Regions from separate parts of the Sus scrofa genome. Here region 2 is linked to region 1. The links are chromatin contacts, called in public HiChIP or PLAC-seq maps. All regions are on one chromosome and are shown on one strand. Each heading gives the region's core, a stretch centred on a gene start, on an enhancer-like site or on the middle of the called end of the contact. The rest is flanking DNA. Distances are from core to core; before and after follow the strand shown. Region 1 holds the start of DNAJC14 (DnaJ heat shock protein family (Hsp40) member C14). Region 2 holds the start of BAZ2A (bromodomain adjacent to zinc finger domain protein 2A).

The links. HiChIP or PLAC-seq counts read pairs in DNA pulled down with a chosen protein or histone mark.
Region 2: a contact with region 1 is called in an H3K27ac HiChIP or PLAC-seq map of alveolar macrophages. The contact joins the promoter of BAZ2A here to the promoter of DNAJC14 in region 1. A contact is called at or near these places in 1 of 5 promoter capture datasets (fetal liver) and 1 of 2 datasets of contacts at active chromatin or transcription factors (alveolar macrophages).

The regions. Positions count from the first base shown.
Region 1 is chr5:21,270,926-21,276,360 of Sscrofa11.1, reverse strand. It overlaps DNAJC14 (DnaJ heat shock protein family (Hsp40) member C14), which reads left to right and starts at 3,126. Exons shown (of 8, transcript NM_001185066.1): 1 at 3,126-3,254; 2 at 3,659-4,368; 3 at 4,371-5,126. The coding sequence starts at 3,715. It overlaps LOC100523964 (transmembrane protein 198-like), which reads right to left and starts at 2,954. Exons shown (of 4, transcript XM_021091778.1): 1 at 1,663-2,954; 2 at 1-392.
Region 2 is chr5:21,979,491-21,985,090 of Sscrofa11.1, reverse strand. BAZ2A (bromodomain adjacent to zinc finger domain protein 2A) reads left to right here and starts at 2,058. Exons shown (of 29, transcript XM_001927752.7): 1 at 2,058-2,257. The coding sequence starts at 2,254. ATP5B (ATP synthase subunit beta, mitochondrial) reads left to right here. Exons shown (of 10, transcript XM_001929410.5): 10 at 81-341. The coding sequence ends at 178.

The sequences.
Region 1 (5,435 bases), core at 1,877-4,376:
TCAGCCATACTGAAAGTAGGTGTCCCCTGATAGAGGAGTAGAGGTGGCCCTGGAGTAAAGGAGAAAGTTGGCCTCATCCTTGAGGGTGACAGTCTTGGGCAGCTGCCCCCAGAACCCTGGCCCTGCCCTCACCGAAGCAGCAGTAGATGATTCCAAAGCAGCAGCAAAGAGCACACACCAGGGCGGGTGCCAATTCAGGATTGTCCTGGGGTTCCAAGACACATCTTGGGTCTGGAGGCTCTGGAAGTTGTTGATTAAAGGGCCTGGGGTCAGAGGTCATGGCCAGGGGCAGCAAGGCTTCCTCCATGGCCGAAGAGAAGGTGGTCACAGATGGGGAGGCCAGTGTCAGCTCCTCTTATCCATCCATGAATGTCTTGAGGGGCCTGGGAAACCTGCAAGGGGGTAGGGGCAGGAACTCAGGTGCTTACAAACCTTGAGGACTCTGTACCTCTCTCTCTTGAAGAAAGGCCAATTTCAGAGAGAGCTTGGCCCTGCTACACTAAGTGAAGGAATCTATGGGGCTGGGTCGAAGGGAGCCAGATGTCTCTCTATCACCCTCTGAAGCAAGGACTAGAACTAGAACTTAAAATCTTATGCAGGGGGAGTTCCTGTCGTGGCTCAGTGGTTAACGAATCCGACTAGGAACCATGAGGTTTGGGGTTCGCTCCCTGGCCTTGCTCAGTGGGTTAAGGATCCGACATTGCTGTGAGCTGTGGTGTAGGCTGCAGATGCGGCTCGGATCTGGCGTTGCTGTGGCTGTGGCTGTGGTGTAGGCTGGTGGCTAGAGCTCTGATTTGACCCCTAGCCTGGGAACCTCCGTATGCCTGGGGAGCGGCCCAAGAAATGACAAAAAAAAAGACCAAAAAAAAAAAAAAAATCTTATGCAGGTAATGAGTCTTTGTCCCCTGGTTTTTCAGGGTGGGGTTGGAGTTTCCTAGTCCTTGTGTGTGGAGGGAAAGGCCAGGGGCACTCAGGTGACTAGGGTCTAAAGGCCTAGCAGCCAATTCCAGCTGAAGAGAAACTTTGCCCCATTTGCAGCTGGGACTCAAAATTATCCCATTAGACTGGGAAGGGTGGAGTTAACAAAAGGGGGAGAAGGAGGAGGAAGAGGATAGAATGAGTCATGGTGAAGGGTCTCCCTCAGCTGCTCTAACCCCAGAGAAGGAAGAGGAGAAAAAAGTAGACACCAAAAAGAGTTTGGGATAAGGAATCAAGTGGAGACAGCAACACAGATTTTGTCAGGGTTTTGAAGCCTCCGCCTCAGGTGGAGACGGAGTTGTTGGGGGAAGGGGCGCCCAGCAACAGTCCAGTTCCTGTGGTCCCTCTTAGACTAGGCAGGCGCCTTGCCCATAGACATCTCGTATTTGCTCCTCCCTTCAGGATACTGGTGGAACTTTCCTACCTTTTCCTTTCCCCTGGTATGTCAGCGCTGCCAGTGGGATTTGAACTTAGTTCCTGAAAGAACACCAAGGAGGGGCTGGCATTGGGGGCACTAAGGGAGGAGGGTAAGGCGGTGCAGGCACTTCCCTTCAGCTGTCTTCTTTTGGTCATAGAAAAGGAAGAGTTGGCTTGGGCAATCCCTAGGGCTCCTCTCCTCAATCCATTTGGAAGTCTGGGGACCCTAAATAAGGAGAGGTTGGGGAGGGGGTGTTAACTACTCACCACCCTGTCAAGGCTGAGGAGAGGAGGGGGTAGATGTGCTTCCCTAGACCCCCAGCTGCATCCCTGCCCGGAGTCTTAGGCGTCGTTTCGGGTGGTTGTTGGGAGTGGACACCCCCAGGGCCACTCTGTTCGTTGCCCCCTGAACTCTTGCAAGTCGTAGTCCAAGCCCCGTGGGCTAAATGCAACCAGTTTGGGGGTTGGAGGAAGGGGACAGGGTGTGTGTGTGTTGGGGGGGCTGACATCACAGGGCGGGCCCCTCCAACTCTTTTCGTTTTGTGTGGGGGGACCCAGTTTGCCTATTGATGTAGGCTGGGACCACAGACCCCGCAACCGTAGGAAGGAAGGGTCTTGGAGAAACGCAAGAGGTTTGAGAAAAGGTCTCTGAATACTTCAGCGCTGACTCAACAACTCGAAGCTCTCAAACCCTCTACTGGTGTCCCAGCGCCCCCCTACTCCGGCTTGGTTTCTTCCACTTCCCAGAGAATTGGAGTATTGTTTTCTGGAGAACTTGGTTTTCGGGACCCGGGACCCGGGATCCAGGATCGGGGGAAGGGGCTCTTACTGGTCTGGGGTTGCCGGCGAGGGGTTCATGGGTAGAAAAACTTGCGGAGCAAGACGGAGTCTGGAAGGGGGACTAACGGAGAGAGGCGTGTGGAGAGGAGGGGACGCACAGAGAAGGGAGCCAAGCCGGGTCTGCGTGGGGGCGGGGAAGCGTGTCGACGTCGACAGACAGCTTGGTATGCAAACGAGATGCAAAGCAGCAAGCAGATGAATCCAGTGTTTTTTGGCATTCCGCTCGGGTCCAGAGCCTAGCGAAGCTACGCTCCCATTCCTCTGGCCCAACTTCGTGACGAGGCCTGAGAGTTCTACCCAGAGGGGCGGATCCGGGCCGTGGGAGCTACAGTTGTACCGGGCAGTTCGCCAGCTGGGTCAGGCGCTGCGGAGACCGTGGGTTGCTGGGAAAGAAGGAGCAGTGTAGGAGGGCCAGGGTGGGGTCAGGCCTGGGGCGTCCTTCCCTCCATTCTACCTCTGCACGATACTAAAGGGCCTCTGACCTCGTTACAGCCAGCAGGGAAGTGATCAGAACGGTGGCTCCCCTATGCTCCCGGGTTTTGTCTGCAAGGGAAACAGACTGGCTCGGTGGCTTTCCTCTAACCCCTGGTTTTGGCAAAGTCCAAAAATACTGCCAGAGGGACCCTGAGACTCTGCAACCACTCCACAGGCACTGCTGCAGCGTCCACTTGCTTCGCTTCCAAGGGTGCAACCTTCGCGAATTCCACTTCAGCACGCGGAGGGAGGAAGGAGAGGGACCTTTAAGGGGCGGGACCAGCGCTTCCTCAAGGCCGCCTCTTCCGATTGGACTCGGCGCTTTACCGAACAGGCTCGCGCCTCCGCCAACCGCTTTTACTTCTCCTTCCCGTGTCTTCCCTGGTGACCCCGGAAGTGGAAGTAAGCGCAGGTCGGCGGCAGCGGCGGGCACGGAAGGCGGAAGCAGAGCGTGAGCGGGAGGCGGAGCCGGGGGAGCTGCTCTCGTAGCTCCCCCTGGCCCTAGGCCCAGCTGCTCGAGGGGGAGGAGTTACCGCCGCTCTTAGGTACGTTACCTTCGTCCACCTAGCCCTGAGGGTTCGAGGGTTGTCTCTCTCTGGGACAAACCCAGACTCCGCCCTAGATTTTCCTTAAGGGCCGCTCGGTCCCCACCCTTTTCTGGCAGCTTGTGGTCCCCTTTCCAGTCCTTACTTTTTAACCAAGAGTGACCCCCAGGATCGCACCCTTTACGGTACCTCCCTTTTCCCTGGATTCATGGTTATAGCTTTCTGGTGAAAGAGAAAAGTAAGGGGGGTGGGGGGAGGGAGCAGGTTGTCGTATTGGCTTTATTGCTGGGGTAATGAATGCGCCAGAAGAACTCGGTGCATTCAATGTATCCCTAATTTAAGATTATCTAACCTCTTTCTTGGACCTATCCTTGATCATCTCCACCTTGATACCTCTGTTACAGGTATCAGAATTTACCATGATGGCTGTGACCTAATATCCTCAGGAAGCCCCGGGGTCATGGCCCAGAAGCACCCCGGAGAAAGAGGGTTGTGTGGAGCCCACCACAGTGGTGGTGCCTCCCTCAGGACTCTAGGACCCTCTGTGGACCCTGAAATACTTTCATTCTCAGGACTCAGGGACTCAGCCGGGCCTGCTCCTAATGGTGCCCGCTGCCTCACAGAGCACTCTAGTCCTAAGTACACACAGCCCCCAAATCCAGCTCACTGGTCGGATCCAAGCCATGGCCCCCCAAGGGGTCCAGGACCCCCTAGGAATGGAGAGGACCCTGATCAGAGTGAGGCATCTTCAGAAGAAGAGTCAGGAGTGGACCAGGAACTCTCAAAAGAGAATGAGGCTGGGTACCAGGAGGATGGGAACCCTTCCTTTCTTTCCATTCCATCTGCTTGTGACTGCCAGGGAATCCCTGGAATTCCTGAAGGGCCTTATTCTCAGGGAGGAGATAGCTCTTCTAGCAACTTTTGCCACCATTGTACCACTCCAGCTTTGGGGGAAGATGAAGAGTTGGAAGAGGAATATGATGATGAGGAACCTCTTAAGTTCCCCAATGATTTTTCACGTGTGCCCAGTGGAAAGAAACCTCCACCGAGGAGACAGCGGCACCGCATTCCAGCCAAGGAGGATACTCGGGAGGGTGGACGCAGAGATCCTAGGTCCCTGGTCGACATCGGCTTGGTCGGAAACGGAGTCAGGCAGATAAGCGCAGAGGACTGGGATTGTGGGGAGCAGAGGAACTGTGTCAGCTTGGACAGGCAGGCTTCTGGTGGCTGATCGAACTGCTGGTATTAGTGGGGGAGTACGTGGAAACTTGTGGCCATCTCATCTATGCATGCAGGCAGCTGAAAGGCAGTGATCTGGACCTTTTTCGTGTTTGGGTGGGAGTCTGGGCAGGGCGGCTGGGGACTTGGGCCCAGCTGATGTTCCAGTTTCTGAGCCAGGGGTTTTCCTGTGGGGCAGGGCTGTTCATCCGTTTTCTTAGGCTATTGGGTGCTTTGCTGCTCTGGGTTCTGGCCCTTTTGTTGGGCTGTCTACAGTTGGGCTGGTGGTTTCTGGTAGGACTGGGTGACCGATTAGGCTGGAGGGGTAAAGCTGCGTGGCTCTTCTCTTGGCTAGCTTCTCCCACCTGGCAGCGGTGCCTGATTCTGCTGAAAGATAGCAGGCCATGGCAGCAGCTGGTAAGAATGGTTCAGCGGGGTTGGCTGGAGTTGCCTTGGGTTAAGCAGAGGACTGATAGGCAGGGGAATGCACCTGTAGCTAGTGGTCGCTACTGCCAGCCTGAAGAGGAAGTGGCTCGACTCTTGACCATGGCTGGGGTTCCTGAGGATGAGCTAAACCCTTTCCATGTGTTGGGAGTTGAAGCCACAGCATCAGATGTTGAGCTGAAGAAGGCCTATAGGCAGCTGGCAGTGATGGTGAGTACCCTTCCTCTCTACTTCCTGTTTTTTATTTCCTATATTTTACTTTATTTCCTGTTACAATTTTAGGGAGAGTAGAGTAAAGGGAGGGCAGTGTAGAAAGTCATCTTGAAGCTGAACAGTATCTTTGATTCTTAGAAAAGAATCAACAAGACTTTTCTACCTTTACTCTATTATCTGGCTTTTCCTTTATTTTACGTTTGTCAAGAGAGCCTTTCTCTCTCTCTCCTTCTCTCTCTCGGTCTCTTTTTAAATTTTTTGGCTGCACCCATGGCTTGTGCAAGTTCCTGGGCCAGGGATCAAACC
Region 2 (5,600 bases), core at 809-3,308, 710 kb before region 1:
TGGCGTCAAGTGGTGAGGTACCCACTGCAGAAAATTGATATTCTTCCACTTCTCACCAGTTGGCATTTTTTTCCATATAGGTGAATATGACCATCTCCCAGAACAGGCTTTCTATATGGTGGGACCCATTGAAGAAGCTGTGGCAAAAGCTGATAAACTGGCTGAAGAGCACTCATGAGGGAGTCCTTTTGGCAAACTAAGTACTCATCCTCTTTGTGGCCCTCTCTTGCCCCTCATCCAAAATGCAGTTTTCCCTGTAGGCCATGAGAGCCTTGATTGAAGACATTGTATTCTGTCTGAAGAGTATTTAAGGTTTCCAATAAAATGTACATCCCTCATCATCTGTCTGTTGTTCTTGGTCCTAAAAACAAAGCCAACACTGAGGTTTTTAGCAATTTTAGAATAGTCACAAGAAACAGCATGAAATGGGCCATATACGTTTGAAATGGGGTCATCAAAAAAAGAAAAGCTGCTAGTTCGGATTAATAAACTAGCATGAGTCTTGTGAGGAGTTTCCTGTGGATGATGTGATCTTACTAGTAGGGTCTCAACTTTGGCCTTTTATGTTGTTCATGGCAAATCAATTTTTTGGCTCTTCAGTATTCTATTTAGCACCTTATTTGATTAAAAAAGCAAAAGGGGACATCCTGCTGTGGTGGCATCTCTGGAACCTTGGGATGCAGGTTTGATCCTAGCCCAGCACAGTGGGTTAAAGAATCCTGTGTTGCTACAGCTGAGACTAGCTCAGATCTGATCCCTGGCCCAAAACTCTATGCTAAATAAAAAGGTTTTTTTCAGAAAAGCACACTGGGAAAAGTGGGTTGGGTGGTTTAAAAATAAGTGCTACTCTAAGAGAAGTAAGGGGTTAATCAGTGTTTTGAAGGATTAATACTGATCTGTGCAAAATTTGAGTCAACCCACCACCGCCCCACCATTGCCACGGTTTTGTTTTTTTTCATCATGTATTTTGGGCAAGACTTGTATGTGGTTCCTTGAGGCAGTGCAGGGTTTAAAGTGCCATTAGCCCTATTCTAAGATCCCTAAAAATTGAAATCTGTTACAGAGGAATAGTAATTTGCAGGGTTGCTGGGCTTGGGGTTTCTCAGCTAAATAGTGGAATTAGACAATTGCCCCTTCACTTTAGCCAACCGAAAGGTGCAGGATTATAAGAATTACTCAAAGGCACACCCAGTTTCAAACAAGTACTAGGTCGGATTTGGTGCTCCTGAAATATTTTCTGGGCCCAGACCCATATCCTGCCCTCTGGTGGTAGGGCTAGAGGCTCTGCACAAACTCTCATCTCACCATTTTGAAATCCTTGAAGGCCATTTGCAGGGATGTGGTTCTTAGCTAATGACTGTTTACAAACCGGCTGGGGCTTTTGTCCTGAGGAGGAGCCTGAATCTATAAGCTCCACCCTGAGGCATTCAAGTTGATTAGGAGCCGGGTAGGACAAACATCCCAATTCAGAGGCCCCCGGGGGCTGAAGGTTGGGGAGGGGCCTTGGGAGAGGAGCCAGGGGTGGAGTAGGGGCCTCTATAAGTTTCCTCCCATCTGCCTATGACGTCCTTGGCACCAGTCTCTTCTGTGTCGTGATCTGGACGGAAGGTGGAGCCCCTGAGCTGCCTGTGCCTGGTAGTTTGCTCCCAGAAAATCCTGAATTTGGGGAAATGCTGAGTTATGGGGTGGGGGCACACATCCTCTGGGTCAAGACTGAAGTGGGGTAAGAAGCTGGTGCAGGAGCCCCCAGGGCCGGCCCTTTTTGCTCCACTTTCCCTTGTTATCCAGATGCAGACCTGGGAACTACGACCCTAAAGGTCATTTCTATCCCTCCACCCCCACATTTACATCTCTCAGCATTCATCCAGAAACTTCTTCCTCTCACTACCTGCAACTGTTTATTTCCTTCCTCCTTCATCGGTCTCTTCTTGTAGCATGCCACTGGAGTGTCAACACAGATCTAACCTTCCTCCATATTTCTCCTGGTTCTGCCCCGTCCTCACCGCCTCCTCCCTCTCCACCCAGAGAAAGCCCCGCCCTTCCCTCCTCCCTCCCCACCCCAGTCTGTCACACAGGGACATCACCCTACAGCAGTTCAGGCTGTGGTTCGCAGGAAGCATACATTGGCTTTTTGATTCGTGCTGGTTCCCAGCTCACAGTTTGGGAGGATCTAACACCAGCCTTCACGTGAAGGGGGAATCAAGGACGGTGAGGAGCTAGGTGGTCCCAGCCCTGAAGCCCAGCCAGCCTGACATGGGTAAGTATGAAGACCGGCCCCCCTCGGGGAAGGCCTGAGGGATGCCTACCTCCCTCCCTGGCTGACTCAGCAGGGGTGGGGCCTAACCTTTGCTCTTTTGAGGGGTGAAGGAGGAGACGCCAGACTATAGGGGCACAGGGCTCAGCTGATGAGGCTGCCGACCACGAACGTTGGAAAGCTCCAGCTCCAGGGAAGAACCTGAGACTGCACCTTAGGTGGGGGCTTTCCCACCTCACCCCCATTTCCCCAGCTCCTTGAGCCTCCCACTATTTTACACTCACTGCTGCTCCCCCCTAAAAAAAGTAAAGCCTACTTTTGGTCTCATTGGAAGATTTTTTAAAGGTGTATCTTCCCCCATTTTCTCCTGGGCTTTTTAAGTCCCTGTCTTCTTTCCTCCCCCACCCTGACCCACCACCAGGTGGGGGCTGCACTGAGCAGCTGCTTCCTGTTGCCCCAGAGGTTGCTGCAAGGGTGGTGGTGGTTGGGGGAAAGCTGAACTAGAATTCAGAAAGCACAATTCTCACAGTTCTACATCAGCCTCACTAGGGCTGCTGTTGGCGGTCCCCCTTGCTCCAGTCACTGAGAAGACTCAGAGAGGGAGGACTGACATTGAAAGGCCTAGGAGGCCTAGGAGGTCTTTGCTCTCGTGGCTTCCTGATTCCAGAGACTTTTAAACTTGGGCCGAGCTTGAGGAAAGAGGCTGTGTCTTTCCACCGCTGAAGAGATTGGGTCGGTGAGGAGCTGAAACAGGGAACCTGTGCACCTGGTAGGGCCGCTGTTACCCCCAGCAGGCTCGGCCTCGAGTTCCCTCTTTGGCACCTTCACTCCTCGGGAGTCCTTGTGACTCTCACTGTCTTTCATGCCCTCCTTTGTGAAGAGATCTTTGCCAGTGCCCCCGGAGCGCAGGCGGAGCTCTCCCAAGTCCTCCAGTTCGGACCCACCACCCTCCCCCACTTCACCACCCAAGTTTCTGTCTCTTCTTCCTGGGATCTGTTCTCTTCCTCCATCTGGGATCCTTCCTGGTTCTGGCCCCTAGGAGACGCCACCAGCGTCCCCTCCCCCAGAGGATTCTTCGCGACAGCCCTATCGGAGCGTTCGTCCTTACCCCAGTAGCTCCTGCCCCTTTAAGTGCTCCCCCCCCACCTCCCGCTCCGCCGCGGCCGGCCCAGGGCTGGGGGAGGAGGCGCCGCCGCCGCCCGGCTCGGCCACCTGCGCCGCCGCCGCCGCCGCCGCCGCCCGGCCCTGCTCCAGGTGAGGCCTGGCACCTACGACCGGTCCTGGAGTCCCTGGGCGGGCCGCCCCTGCGGTCCCCTTCCCCGGGATCCCCGCTGCCCTGGACGCAGGATCTGACCCTCCCCCTGCGGGAGCTGCCCTTCCTCTCTCCCCCGCACTATCTACTCACCCATTTCTCTCCTGTCCTCTGCGACCGGAATCCGGAGGCTTCTCACGCCTCTCGGCCAATCTCTCCAGGGTACCCCTCCTACTCTGGACCTAGGATCTCCCCCTCCCCCGCGTCTTCCTCGCCAGAAAAATCTCCCGCGGTCTGGGTTTCTCCTCCTCCCTCTGGAACCATCGCTTTCCCACGCCATCCTAACCTCCAATGGGAGGGGGAATAACCGCCACCCTAACTCCTTTCCGTCCCTGTATTAAAGGAGGGGGGTGGGGGGGTTATAGAGTGGAGTCACTTTCAGGCCCGGCTCCGCTGAGCCCTTCAAGTTCAACTAACTCCCATCTGAAGCTTTTCTGTAGCCCTCATCCCACCCCATCTTTAGGACTTTAGGGGTGCCCGACCGCAGCACCCCGTCAAATAGCTCAGGTGGGAAAGGCTCTCTTGGACTTGGGGCAGGCCTGCCCAACCTAGGAATGTTCCTGCCCCAGAGTCAGAGAATGGAGGTGGGGTTGCACCCAGAATCTTGTGATTCTGGGCTTAAGGGGCTTTTGGGGGATACTGGGTTAGGGGCTAGGGCTAAGTCTCTAAGGGTGTTGGGGTGGTGGGCGAAGGCCTGGGAAACCCAGCCTTCTTTATTCAGTTGCAAAAGGAGTCCTAAGGAAATTAGGGTTTTCACTGTCCTCTCCTTGAGACCACCATGGAGGATATGAAAGGAGACTGCTGCATGGGGAAGTGGGGGGAATGGGACATATACCATTTTGGAGAGAAGAGTACAGATTATGGTCCTTCTGTGTTATAAGAGAATCTGGCCTCCCCAAAATACAGAAGGGAAGGAGACTGTTTTGCATCAAACTGAGAGGGAAGGGGGACAAGTTGGAATGGTCACAGGGTTGAGGACCATCTTCCAACTAGAACCTCTTAACACCAAGAACCCTTCAGCCATTGAGGGCAAGGGAGGTCTTTAATAATTATCCCCCTCCCTCCAAGTCCAGCTAAGACCATGGCTCTGCCCCTTTTCTTCTTGTGCTGTCATTCCTCACTACCTCCAACATCAGACACTCCAGAATGAGGGGACAGGGTGTTTGAATTTGCTTCAGACTTCTGAGTCATGTTTCACAGGCTGGGAGGGAGCTGGGGGGAGGAGAGGGTGGTCAGCAGTGGTGTTTGGAGTTGAATTCCAGGAGTACCTGGACCAGGAGAGGGAGGGAGCAGAGGGATGCAAACGAATCCCCTGTCTCTCCCTTTCTGTCTCTTCCCCCTCCCAGTCCCAGCCATCTGGCTACACCACACTGTGGCAGCTGACCCCAGAGTCAGGGTGGTGCAGCAGGAACACAGGAAGGGTGAGAAAGGGGGAGCAGGTGCTAATTTCTCCCTCCCTATTCTCTTTATTACCCACCCACTGGCCTGGCTTGAGAGAGGTTCAGCGTATTCCCTAGGTACCCCTCTCACAAGTTGCTGAAAAAAATGACTATTTGCCCCTTCCTCTTTCTAGTAGCTTCCTAAAGGGAGATGAGGTGGTTGATTGGCCACATCTGATGGGATTGAGGAATGTTTGGGACATAGGGGGTGGGTCAGTCTGCCCTCTGTCGTCTGGATGGGGGAGAGGTACAGCTGCTGCTGGGGTGGCTTCTGGCAGGAAGTAAACACCCAGCTGTTGGCATACTGACACCCCACCCTCAACTTTCCTCAAAAAGCAGGGAAGACCCCTGATTAGATGGGATGGGAGATCTCATTCAAGGAGGAAGGTGATTGTAATCTTTTTGCACCAGATAGGATAGAATGGATCCTGCCCCATTTTCTTTTCTAATCCCAGGTGGCCCTCTCCTATCCAACATCCCTCTTTTTAGCAGCTCCTGGCTGGGGTAGTCCTAGGGGTTGCCCTGGAGACTAGGCCTGGGGCTCGGAAGGGGTGGGGGCAGTCAGTGGGGCACAGGAGTAACCGGCTCTTCCGGA